3 separate regions of the Anser cygnoides genome follow, and regions 1 and 2 are each linked to region 3. A link is a contact called in public Hi-C data. All regions are on one chromosome and are shown on one strand. Each heading gives the region's core, a stretch centred on a gene start, on an enhancer-like site or on the middle of the called end of the contact. The rest is flanking DNA. Distances are from core to core; before and after follow the strand shown.

Evidence for each region. Hi-C and Micro-C count contacts between places; a contact is called where the count stands out from the background.
Region 1: a Hi-C map of liver shows a contact between it and region 3, with 6 times the contacts expected there. The contact joins the promoter of ATG13 here to the promoter of CHRM4 in region 3. A contact is called at or near these places in 2 of 7 Hi-C or Micro-C datasets (both in liver).
Region 2: a contact with region 3 is called in a Hi-C map of liver, with 2.2 times the contacts expected there. The contact joins the promoter of PHF21A here to the promoter of CHRM4 in region 3. A contact is called at or near these places in 2 of 7 Hi-C or Micro-C datasets (both in liver).

What each region holds. Positions count from the first base shown.
Region 1 is chr5:34,552,510-34,556,162 of Taihu_goose_T2T_genome, reverse strand. It overlaps ATG13 (autophagy related 13), which reads right to left and starts at 2,267. Exons shown (of 18, transcript XM_066998753.1): 1 at 2,221-2,267. HARBI1 (harbinger transposase derived 1) reads left to right here and starts at 2,288. Exons shown (of 2, transcript XM_013193082.3): 1 at 2,288-3,101. The coding sequence starts at 2,432.
Region 2 is chr5:34,261,563-34,264,929 of Taihu_goose_T2T_genome, reverse strand. PHF21A (PHD finger protein 21A) reads left to right here and starts at 1,373. Exons shown (of 17, transcript XM_066997838.1): 1 at 1,373-1,533.
Region 3 is chr5:34,409,318-34,412,528 of Taihu_goose_T2T_genome, reverse strand. CHRM4 (cholinergic receptor muscarinic 4) reads left to right here and starts at 1,379. Exons shown (of 3, transcript XM_066997844.1): 1 at 1,379-1,604. The coding sequence starts at 1,550.

The DNA.
Region 1 (3,653 bases), core at 1,018-3,517, 140 kb before region 3:
TTGTGCCTCGCACACTCTACCTGTAGCTACAGCACCCTTCACCAAGCGAAGGACACGTGAGCAGAAGGCCTGCATGATGCAACAAACTGCAAGAGCCGTCCCCTCAGCGCATCGGTGCAGCCCGGAGGAACTAGGCAGCACACGTGGCCCCGCTCCGCTGCCAGCGGCCGCGCTGCGTGCAGGCACTTGTGAGCCTGGCGCCCAACAGGTGCACGGCGACACCTGCGAGCACCTGCATTACCATACGGGTTTTGTGCCTGGGAATTCGCTGTGCACGCGTGTTTGACGCTTGCATAAAGGAGCTGAGGCACTTGGCACGCACCAGGCGTTAGCATTAGTGCTGGGGAAAGCACATACGGGCTGCTGCCATTACCTCCCTCCTCTGAGATTGCACTCTGAGCCATGGCTGCTACAGCTTTACCTCATCATGCTTTCCTTTAAAACAGATACGCACAATAATTAGTCAAGGTTTCTACCCCAGAGCAGCACGCTGACATTAAATAGAGCACAGGGCAGTGACAGCCCTTCTCATTCCTAAGAGGCAGACCGCGCTCATCCCAGTTCCCCCTCCCAAATTATCTATTTGATTGTGGCCCCTGACTGGGTTCCCTGTTCCTTACCACTCTTTCAGAGCTTTCTTGTAAATACAGGACCCAGATCTCATCTCTGAGTACGTCCTCCGTGAAGCTCCAGAAGCTCCTTATTGAATCACTCAGGTAAACAAGTGCATAGAAGTTTTGGAAGCTTTTAATAGAGTGCCTTTGATAAATAGGCTTGACTGCCAAGAAGGCTTTCCTAGAAGATCTCCGTCAACGATCACGGAGCTTCAGTGCAAGCAGGTATTTTGAGCACATTAATAAGCAACTATAAAAAGATCTCTGCTGAAAAGTGCTCTGCTTCAAGGCGAGGCCTGTAAATCAAACTCTACACGGATCCTACAGTTACTAGAAGTTAATCTCCATTTCCTCTGCTTAGTGGGTTAGTCAGGAACCTGGGGAGAAAGAAGGAAGGAGAAAACTGTTCTGAATGTTGAGATGTCCCATAGTCATTCTTTAAAGTGTATGGATTTAAAAGAGAGCAGATTCTAGGAAAAAAATTGCTTCACATGATACAAATATTCTGATCAAAGGCCTTGTAGCTCACGGAATGGCTAAGTTTTGACTGATAAGGAGGCAATTTTCCTGCTGATCAGGAAGTAGATTTACTTCACCACTGGTAAATGCCTTCCCACTTAGGAAATACCTTATCAAGGGCAGCCCTGCCAGCTCCCCTGGCTGAAGAACACAACGAAATAACTCCAGTCACATTCCGTACTTCCCCTCGGTCTGAACACGGTGCCAGCCCCAAGGTCCATCCCTCGCTTTGTTTACCAGGCCGAAGTACGCAGAGCGAGGAGCCTGCCCCCGCACACGCTGCACCACGGCCACGACCACAAACACCGAGCCCCAACTTCCGTGTGTGCCCCCTGGGAGAAGCTGAGGTGCGGGATCACGGCCGAAACCCCACAGGGCCGAAACCCCACGGGGCCATCCACCCGGCCCTCCCCGACGCCCACACGCCGCGTGGCCGACCCGGCTGACACGAACAGGGGGGTTTCGCCCCGTTCCAGGCTCTCCGGGCCTCCCTCGCCCACCGCGGGCTCCCCCCCCTCACCGCCCCCCCCCCCCGCCGCTCAGCCCCGGTACCTGCGCGGGGGCGGCGGTGCCGGCGGCTCATCCCGCGGGGCCCCCGCTCCTCAGCGCCGCTCCCCGCGCCCGGCCCCGGCCGCTGCCTCCGGCCCGGCCCCCGTGGGGAGACGCGGTGGCGGCGGGGCTCCTCACCGCCTCAGAGCCGCGGCCCGCGCCGCGCCGCCATCCCGGCCGCCGCCATCCCGGCCGCTTGTTTTCATCCGCCGCGGCGGGGGAGGCGCCGCCTGAGCGTCCGCGGCCGCACTTTCCACACGCGAGCAGCGGCCGCCGCTCCCCGCCCGGCCCCGCCGGGGAGGGAGGAGGCGAGGCGGGGAGCAGAGGGGCAGCGCCCCCCTGGCAGCCGCCCGCCCGCCCGGCCGCCGCCCGGCCGCTGGAGGCCGGCGTGAAGCCGTGGCGAATCTGCCGCCGGCCGGCTCCGCCTCACGGGGACCCCGCGGTGAGGGCCCGCGGCCGGGCCGCGCCCGTTGCCCGGCGGGGGGCGGCCCCGGGGGGTCCGCAGCGGTCTCGCGGCGCCCCGGAGCTTCGGGCTTACCGCGGGGTCGGGCCGGGGGTCTCGGCAACGCAGGTCCGGCGAGGAGCGGAGTGGCTACGGGACGGGAGCGGCGGGGAGATGGCAGCGCGGTGGTAGCGGCTGGGCGGCCAGAGCCCCTCCGCGCCCCCTTCCCGCCGGCTTCGTGCGGGCCGAGGCGCCGGGGGCAGCGCCGTGCCCGGGGCAGCCCCCGAGGGGCCCCCGGCCGCCAGCCATGGCCGTGCCCATCGCGGTGCTGGACTGCGACCTGCTGCTGTACGGCCGCGGGCACCGCACGCTGGACAGGTTCAAGCTGGAGGATGTCACGGACGAGTACCTGGTGTCCACGTACGGCTTTCCCCGACAGTTCATCTACTACCTGGTGGAGCTGCTGGGAGCCAGCCTCTCGCGCCCCACGCAGCGCTCCAGGGCCATCAGCCCGGAGACGCAGATCCTCGCCGCGCTGGGTTTCTACACCTCCGGCTCCTTCCAGACCCGCATGGGGGACGCCATTGGCATCAGCCAAGCCTCCATGAGCCGCTGCGTTGCCAACGTCACCGAGGCGCTGGTGGAAAGAGCCTCGCAGTTTATTCGCTTTCCTGACGATGAAGCCACGGTGCAGAGCCTGAAGGACGACTTCTACGGGCTGGCGGGCATGCCGGGGGTGCTGGGGGTTGTCGACTGCACCCACGTGCCGATCAAAGCACCGAACGCCGAGGACCTGTCCTACGTGAACCGAAAGGGCCTCCACTCCCTGAACTGCCTGATGGTGTGCGACGCCAGAGGAGTCCTGCTGAGTGCAGAAACGCATTGGCCAGGCAGCCTGCCTGACTGCACCGTGTTACAGCAGGCAGCCCTTACAAGCCAGTTCGAAAATGAGCTACATAAAGACGGCTGGCTACTCGGTAAGTCGGTTTTTCGTCATTCTTTCCTGTGGAATGGCTCTTTCTGCGTTGGCTCCTCTTTGAGTCGGGAGCCTCTGGACACAGGAGATAAGTTTAGTTCAGATTGCTTTCCTGCAAATTCCTCGAGACTTGAGATTCAGTTTGGACTGTCCTCCTCTTGGAAGCGTACAACAGTAACTTGCAGTCTGTGTTTTATATACTCCGATCATTGTATATATTAATTTGTATTCATATTGTAATTTGTACTGATTTGTATAATTTAATTTGTATTTGACCTTTTCAGAATTCTACCCCTTTCTAAGCTGAATTATGCAATTTTTCATTCTGCTTATGCTCTTAGTCCAGTTGTCTTACTTTCACTGTATTGCACAGTAAATGGATTCTCTTAGAACTATTCCACATACTTCAAGGATTTCCCTCTGTAAAAGGGAGTCTCTTTACTTTGTTGTTTGTCACATTTGTAAACCAGAGTTATCGTTGCTCTTTCATGTTTTCTGTTTTAGCCTGAGAGATAAGTTATTCTGTATCTACGCTACCAGAAAACTTGGGGTG
Region 2 (3,367 bases), core at 124-2,623, 150 kb after region 3:
GGTGCTGGTTGCCCCCCCCCCTTCACGAACTCTCCCCCGTGGGTTCCCCTGAGGCGGCGGCGATGGCGGCGCGGTGCCGGTCCCGCCGCCCGCCCCGGCAGAGTTTGGTGCCCTACTTCGGCCGACTTTAGTTTCACTCACTTCACATCCGGGCTTTTTCCCTAGGCAATGGGGGCCGCAGCACAGCCCGTTCCTTAGGCAAAGGGAAATAAATTCGCCGCACCGACGCGTCAAGTAGTCCCCCTCAGGAGGAGCCGCCGAGACCGCCCTCGCCGCCACCCCCCCCCCGTCCCCGTCCCCGCCGCCCCTCCGCCCGGCTGTCCCCGCAGGGGGGCGGCGGGCCGGGACCCCCCCGCTTCCCTCGTCCCGTTCCCTCAGGGCTCCGGTGCGCGCGCCCGGCGGGGCGTCGGGAGCGCGCGCCGGGCAGGCAGTCAGTCAGGCAGGCAGGCAGGCAGGCAGAGCAGAGCGGAGCAGGGAGGCCGGCGGCGGAGGGATCCCGCGGAGCGGTGCTGCGGCCGGGCCGGGTGAATGGGATTGAAGAAGAGTTGAGCTTCCCGGCTTGTTTTTGTGTCACAGTTTCTCTCCTCCGGCGCCCCGCCGGCTCCGTGCCTCCCTCCCCGCCCGCCCCCTCCTCCCCGCCGCAGGAGGAGCCCCCCGCCGAGGGGGGGAAGGAACAGGACCCCAGAGAGGCGAGAGCCGAGCGAAGAGGAGGAGGAGGAGGAGGAGGAGAAGGGAGCAACCTACCATCTTCCACTCCCCGCTTAGCTTAAAGAAAAGTGAGAGGAGGAGAGCGAGGGGCGCCCAGGAGCGGGCAGCCCCGCCGGAGCGGCCTCGCCAGCACCCCCCTATGAAGAAGAGCTCTGCCCCCCCACAGGGAGGTCCTGCCCGGGGGACCCCGGCCGGCCCGCAGCAGCACCGCCGCCGCCAGCAGGGTGTAGTATCCCGCCTTCCTCCTCCTCCTCCTCCTCCTCCTCCTCCCCTGCCCCCCCCGACCCCCGCCGCCACTCTCCGGCCAACTTGGCGCTGAGGAGCACCAACTTCGCCGCGGCCCCTCCCCGGGGCTTGGGGGGGGGGGGGTTGTCCTGCGGGTGTCCCCCCTCTGTGTGTGTTTGTGTCCCCCCCCCCCCCCCTTCTCCTCCTCCTCCCCCTCCTTCCCCCTTCCCCTTCCCCCGGCGGGCGCCGGCAGAAGTTTGGGAGCGGGCGAGGTGGAGGAGGAGGAGGAGGAGGAGGAGGAGGGTGACACTTGGGGTGAAAGGAGGAGGTGACACATTGGGGTTGGGGGGAGGAGCAGGGGAAGGAGATGACACATTGCACCGGGGAGGGAGGGAGGGGAGAGGGAGGGAGGGAGGGGTGGGGGAGGGAGGGAGGGAGCCTGGTCCCCTCCCCTCCGGGGTTCGCCGGGATGATGATTTCCAGGCCCTTTTTCTCTCGGCCGGGTCCTTCGCCGTGATGCTGTCGGGGAAGTTTTATGACGGGCTCGGAAATGATGCCGCTCTCGGTGATTGATAATTCGTAGTAAAGCCGCTGCCGCAGGTTTTTTTTTTTTTTTTTTTTTCCCTTCCCTTCTCTTCCTCCCTTCCTCCTCCTTCCTTTCATTCGTCTTTGTGGCCCGAGTAGCGCCGGGAAAATTCCGTTTCTTCTGCAACTTGTTATTCGCAAGTCCCTCCTGCCCCCCTCGCCCTGGGGCTGCCCTTCCTGCACAGGTACAAAGCTCAGTGCAAGGACGCCTCTGGGATTTCACACTTCTGCTCTGGCACGGCCGCTGCTGGGATTACAGATGTCTACTTTTTTTTTTTTTAATTTTATTTTTTTCCCTCCCTCCTGCGTTTGCGTCTGTGTAGGTGGAGCGGGGCTGTATGTGGGACTCTGCCATTTGGTACAGTCCTCTTGTGCATGCTCCTTTCTTCACTTGCCTTTCAGTGGTGGTGTTTTCCTTCTTTTTGTGTGTGTGTGTTGTTGTTGTTTTTCTTTCTTTCCCTTTATTATTCCGAGCTTCGTTGTCGGTCGAGCTTTTTCCCCAAACGCATCTGCAGTTCGGTGGGTGCTGGGGTAGGATTGTACACCTGGGCTTTTAGGTGGATTTGCGTTGGGCTAATGCATGGAGCTCCTCATTCAACTTCTTCTCAAGTGTCAGAAAATGAGGCTGAGAGCAGATGTGTTTCAATATGGAGAGACTTCCAAGTTCCTAATTCTTGGGGGTGGAGGAAAGAGTGCCATTGGAGAGTGGCTTTTGTTTTCGATTGGTGAACAAATGTCATCACATTTCGGTCACGTGCCGTAATATTCTTTGTTCAGCTATCAAAGTATGATATCTGCTACACCTGTTCCCACTTTTTAATTGTGAGTAACGGTGATTGCCCGCGAACCTTGGCATTGCGGATAGCAGCACTTCCTCTCCTTTCTCCCCCTCCTACCCTCTGGATGTTTGTTTGGGCCCAAGCGCCGAGCTTGACAATGAACTTTTGTTCACTGGGGAGGCTGCGTGTAGAAAGATCCCACGGGGGGTAATAACGCGCGTGGTGCGAGGAAGGCGAGCGCTGTGGGGCCGAGTGTGGGAGATCCAGGTAGGGGCACGCGCCCAGCAGTGGCAGGGCTCGCGAGGAGCCGGCTCCTCTGGGCTGCTGAAGTTTCCTTAACTAGACCTGCTGGTGCTCCTCGTCATCTTAAGGGACGGGCGCTCCCGCGCACCCAAACACAGAAACGTAGCTTCTTTTCCTCTGAGCTGTAGATTCTCGGATATCATAAATAAAAAGGGTTTGGGCTGTCTGTTTACCTTTTTTTTTTTTTTTCCCTTCCTCACTGTGCTTGCTTGTAACAATGAAGACACCTGAGTAGTTTCAGTTTTGTCATTCAGTTTCCTCTGGCTTTCCCTTGCTTGCCCGGAGCTAGCTGGTGAGGCTGGGTATGCTGCAGAGCAGGGAGATGTTTAAATTTGATGGAGAGCGCCTTGTTGTCAGGCTTAATCTGTGAGGGAAATAACGTGCTTTTCAAAGCCTTGGAGAGACAGAAGTCTAAAATTCATGACTTCTACACATGTAAACATGTAATGCCCAAACTTTCGTGTTAAGCTTGTTAATGGCTGCGTGTAACATAACTTTATAGTTTGTATCTAAATACTGACATTAAATTACCACTAAGAACAGGAAGCTAAAAGAAAGAAACAAGCGAAAAATATGCACCAGCACCCATATTAGTTGGAGGGGTTAACCACCAGACTTAAGCAAAAAGATCCACAGGGTTTGGGAATTTTATTTGTACCAGGGCATGTTTCGTGGCAGCTGAATGAAGCTGTTCCTTCGAGGGGGGGATTTTTTAATTATTATTATTTTTCTTTTAAATAAGGAATTCTGTTGCTTAGTAAGTGAAC
Region 3 (3,211 bases), core at 130-2,629:
GGGGGGCTGATAGACAGATTAGCATTTATCAGCAAGCTGACTACTGGAGGGTTATTAAAAGCGATTTGCAATGTAAATACTTTCATCATCAGCCACGTTTTCTTTAGACTGGGGTTGACTTTTATGAATATTAAAGATGTCAGGATGGGTCTGCCGGGTTCACAGGAGCGGGGCTGCTGCAGGGCAGGGGCTGGGCTCGCGCTGCGCTGCGGGAGGCAGCCGGGAGTATGAGAGGATCCGTGAGGGGCAAGGGAGGGCCTCAGTGGAAGGATGGGGAGCAAGAACTTGTGAGTGTGTCTGAGAGCATCTGTACAGGGGGAGAGAGGGGATTTTGCCCGCCTCTAGGCAGATGTGGTGGCTTGGGCCGAGGGCACGATTTGCGGCAGAGCCCGGTGGAGGCTCCCGAACCGGTAGTGGGAGAGCGGGGATTGCTGATGGGCTGTCAGGCAGAGCGAAGCTCGGGGCACGGCCAAGAAAAAGAAAAAAAAAGGAGAAGCCATCCAAAAACAGAGGATGGAAAGAAACGGGTGAGGCAGGGACATGCGAGTGTTCCGAGGAGAGAGCAGCAAACGCGACTTCTAACCAGAACCCGAGCCTGGGCCTTCGGAGGCTCCACTTCTTCTGCCTAGTGAGAGAGAACAGCGCTGGGAGAAGAGCTAAAAGTTGAAAACTTTTGTACTTAATTTGGTTGCACGTTTTTATCTCCGTGCCGGATCAGCTTTGGAAGAAGGCTTCTTGCTGTTCATTACACTCTTTTGTCTACCCACGGGGAGTTGTAGTTTCAAACAAGAGCCCAATCAAACAACCCAACCCCGGTGCAATCAGATTGTCTTTGAGGCAGACATTTCCTCGCTCGGATGAGTCCGCCCGGGGCGCAGCAGTTTTCTTTACAGCATTTGGGGGGGGGGGGGGGGTCAGCATTTGGGTTTGAGAGGCCAAACCCCAGCGGAGGGGCACATCTCCCGGCCCCGGGGGGGGCGCACTGCCATCAGAGGCCGCTCTCCGGGTGCGGGAGCCGTGAGAGGGGCCGGGGCAGGAGCTGGGGGGGATTTGGCCGTGAGCACCCGGCGGGGCTCCGCCGGCCCCGGGGGGCTCCGGGCGGCGTCGGCCCGGCCGGGGCGAGCCTCGGGCGCTGTCCGCGGTGCTGCCGGGGCTGCTGCGGAGGGGGGGGGGGGGGGGTTAAAAAAGGGGGGCACCCGCTTCTTTTAATTATTTATTTTATTTTGGGAGGGAGGCAGCGGCGCGGGGATTGGCCGCGGCACCGTGACGCCGTGGTCCCCCCCCCTCTCCAAGCCTCCCCCCGACGTGGTGGCGGTGGCGATGCTGGGTTGGGGTGGGGGGGGGGGGGGGAGGCACTTTTGGGGGTGGGGAGGGGGGGGCACCGGGCCGAGCCGGCAGAGCCGGGTCCTCCCCCTCCTCCTCCTCCTCCTCCCCACGCCCCTCCCCGCCCTCCGCACGGCGCCGCCGGGAGCCGGGAGCCGGGAGGAGCCGGCCGGGGCCATGAGCACCGGAGCCCCCGACGGGGCGGCGGCGTGCTCGGCGCTGCGGCATGGCCGCTGACAACCGCTCGGCGGCGGGCGGCGGCGCGCCCTGGGGGCTGCCCGGTGAGTGGCGGGGGGCCGGGGGCACCCCCGGGCCGGGGGGCGCCGGGAGGAGGTGGGGGGGTGGGGGGGGGCGTGCTCCCGAGGCGCGCACCCCCGGGGATGTCGCACACCGGGGGGAGCTGGGGGCGGGGGGGGGGGTCTCTCTGCCAACTTTCCCCGGGCAGGCAGCCCCCTGCCCCTCTGCACGCCCCGCTGGCCGTCCCGTCCCGTCCCGTCCCCCCTGTCCCGTCCCGTCCCGTCCCGTTCCCCCCGTCCCGTCCCGTCCCGCAGCAGCGAGGGGCAGCTCTCGCCCCCTTCCTCCCCATCCGCGGCTGCCCCCCTGTCCCTATCCCGGTGACATCCCGGCTGCCCGGGGCCCACGGGCGGGGGTCGCGCAGCCCCACCCTTCTCCTTCCCAAAATCATGGCTTTGGCTTCAAACCAGGGGGACGGTTCTTGGCACTCCTTCAAATCAAAGCAGCGCCGGCTTCTCCTCTCTCCTTCTTTAAGCCCCTCCGACTGCGCCGCGGCCACGTTTGCCGTCCGGTCCTTGCAGACACCGGGGCTGGAGGGGCACTTCCCCGGCTGGGAAATAGCCGTCGTGCCTCCGTGCCCTGCCGGCCAAGGAGCTGGGCTGTGGGTGTCAGCACACGGAGGCTCCCCGCTTCGCCCCGGGCACCCGGGGTGACCTCGGAGAGCGGCCGGGTTCCCCCGCGCTGCTGGCAGGGTGAGCAGGGGCTGGCACCCGGCTCCTTGAGCCTGGCGCTAGCGAAACACACGAGATGCCAGGGAGCCAGGGCCCAGGCCTCCGGTGAAACATCACGGGTGGCAATGCTCGCGCTGAAATCACAGGTAGCAGCGGGACGCGTGGAGCTGTCACCACCTCGGGGCACTGCTGCCTGCTTCCTAATGCCCGGCCTCGTGTGCTCGGAGCGCCCATAGCCCGGGCTAGGTGCCTTTACGCACCCCAGGACATGCTCCCAGGGGAGCTGAGCGGCTGGCTTCACCCTCACGGACAGGCTAAGAAATAGGGACACGTCCCCGGTGCACGCTTGGCTGGGCTGGAGGCTGGCGGGCAGGGTGGGCTGGAGATGCAGGAAGGCTTTCAGCAAAAGAGGTTTGTTCCTCCACAAGAGGGGCATGCCCGTCGCCACAGGTCAGTCTGCTTTCTTTCATCGAAGAGAAATGAACCGAAATGATTAATTAATGCTGCGATCCAATTACTCTGAGTTTGCAGAAGAAGTATGGTTTTTCTCTCTAAACTATCCCCAAGAGGATCCTATTGATACCGGCTCTTGTCATGGTCGTGTTTGTTGTTGTTGTTGTTTTCTTTTAACGGAAATGACAGACATCTCCCCAGCAAAACACAGCCAGAAGCAGGGATGAACGTAGTGAGAGAGGTGCCCAGCACACCTTGGCTTTGGAGCCCCTCTTCCCCCGATGTGCTGGGACACGGCCGGCAGCACCCGCAGCGGTGGAGCGGGGCCGGTGGGCGCAGCCGGCGGCGCAGGGCTGAGAAGGCAGCGGGGAGAGCAGCAGCAAGAGGAGAGGGAAATGGAGGCTGTGTTTGCAAGGGGCTGCTGCTCGCTGCACGAACGCAGCTCGTCATGCCACGTGCGTGCATACACA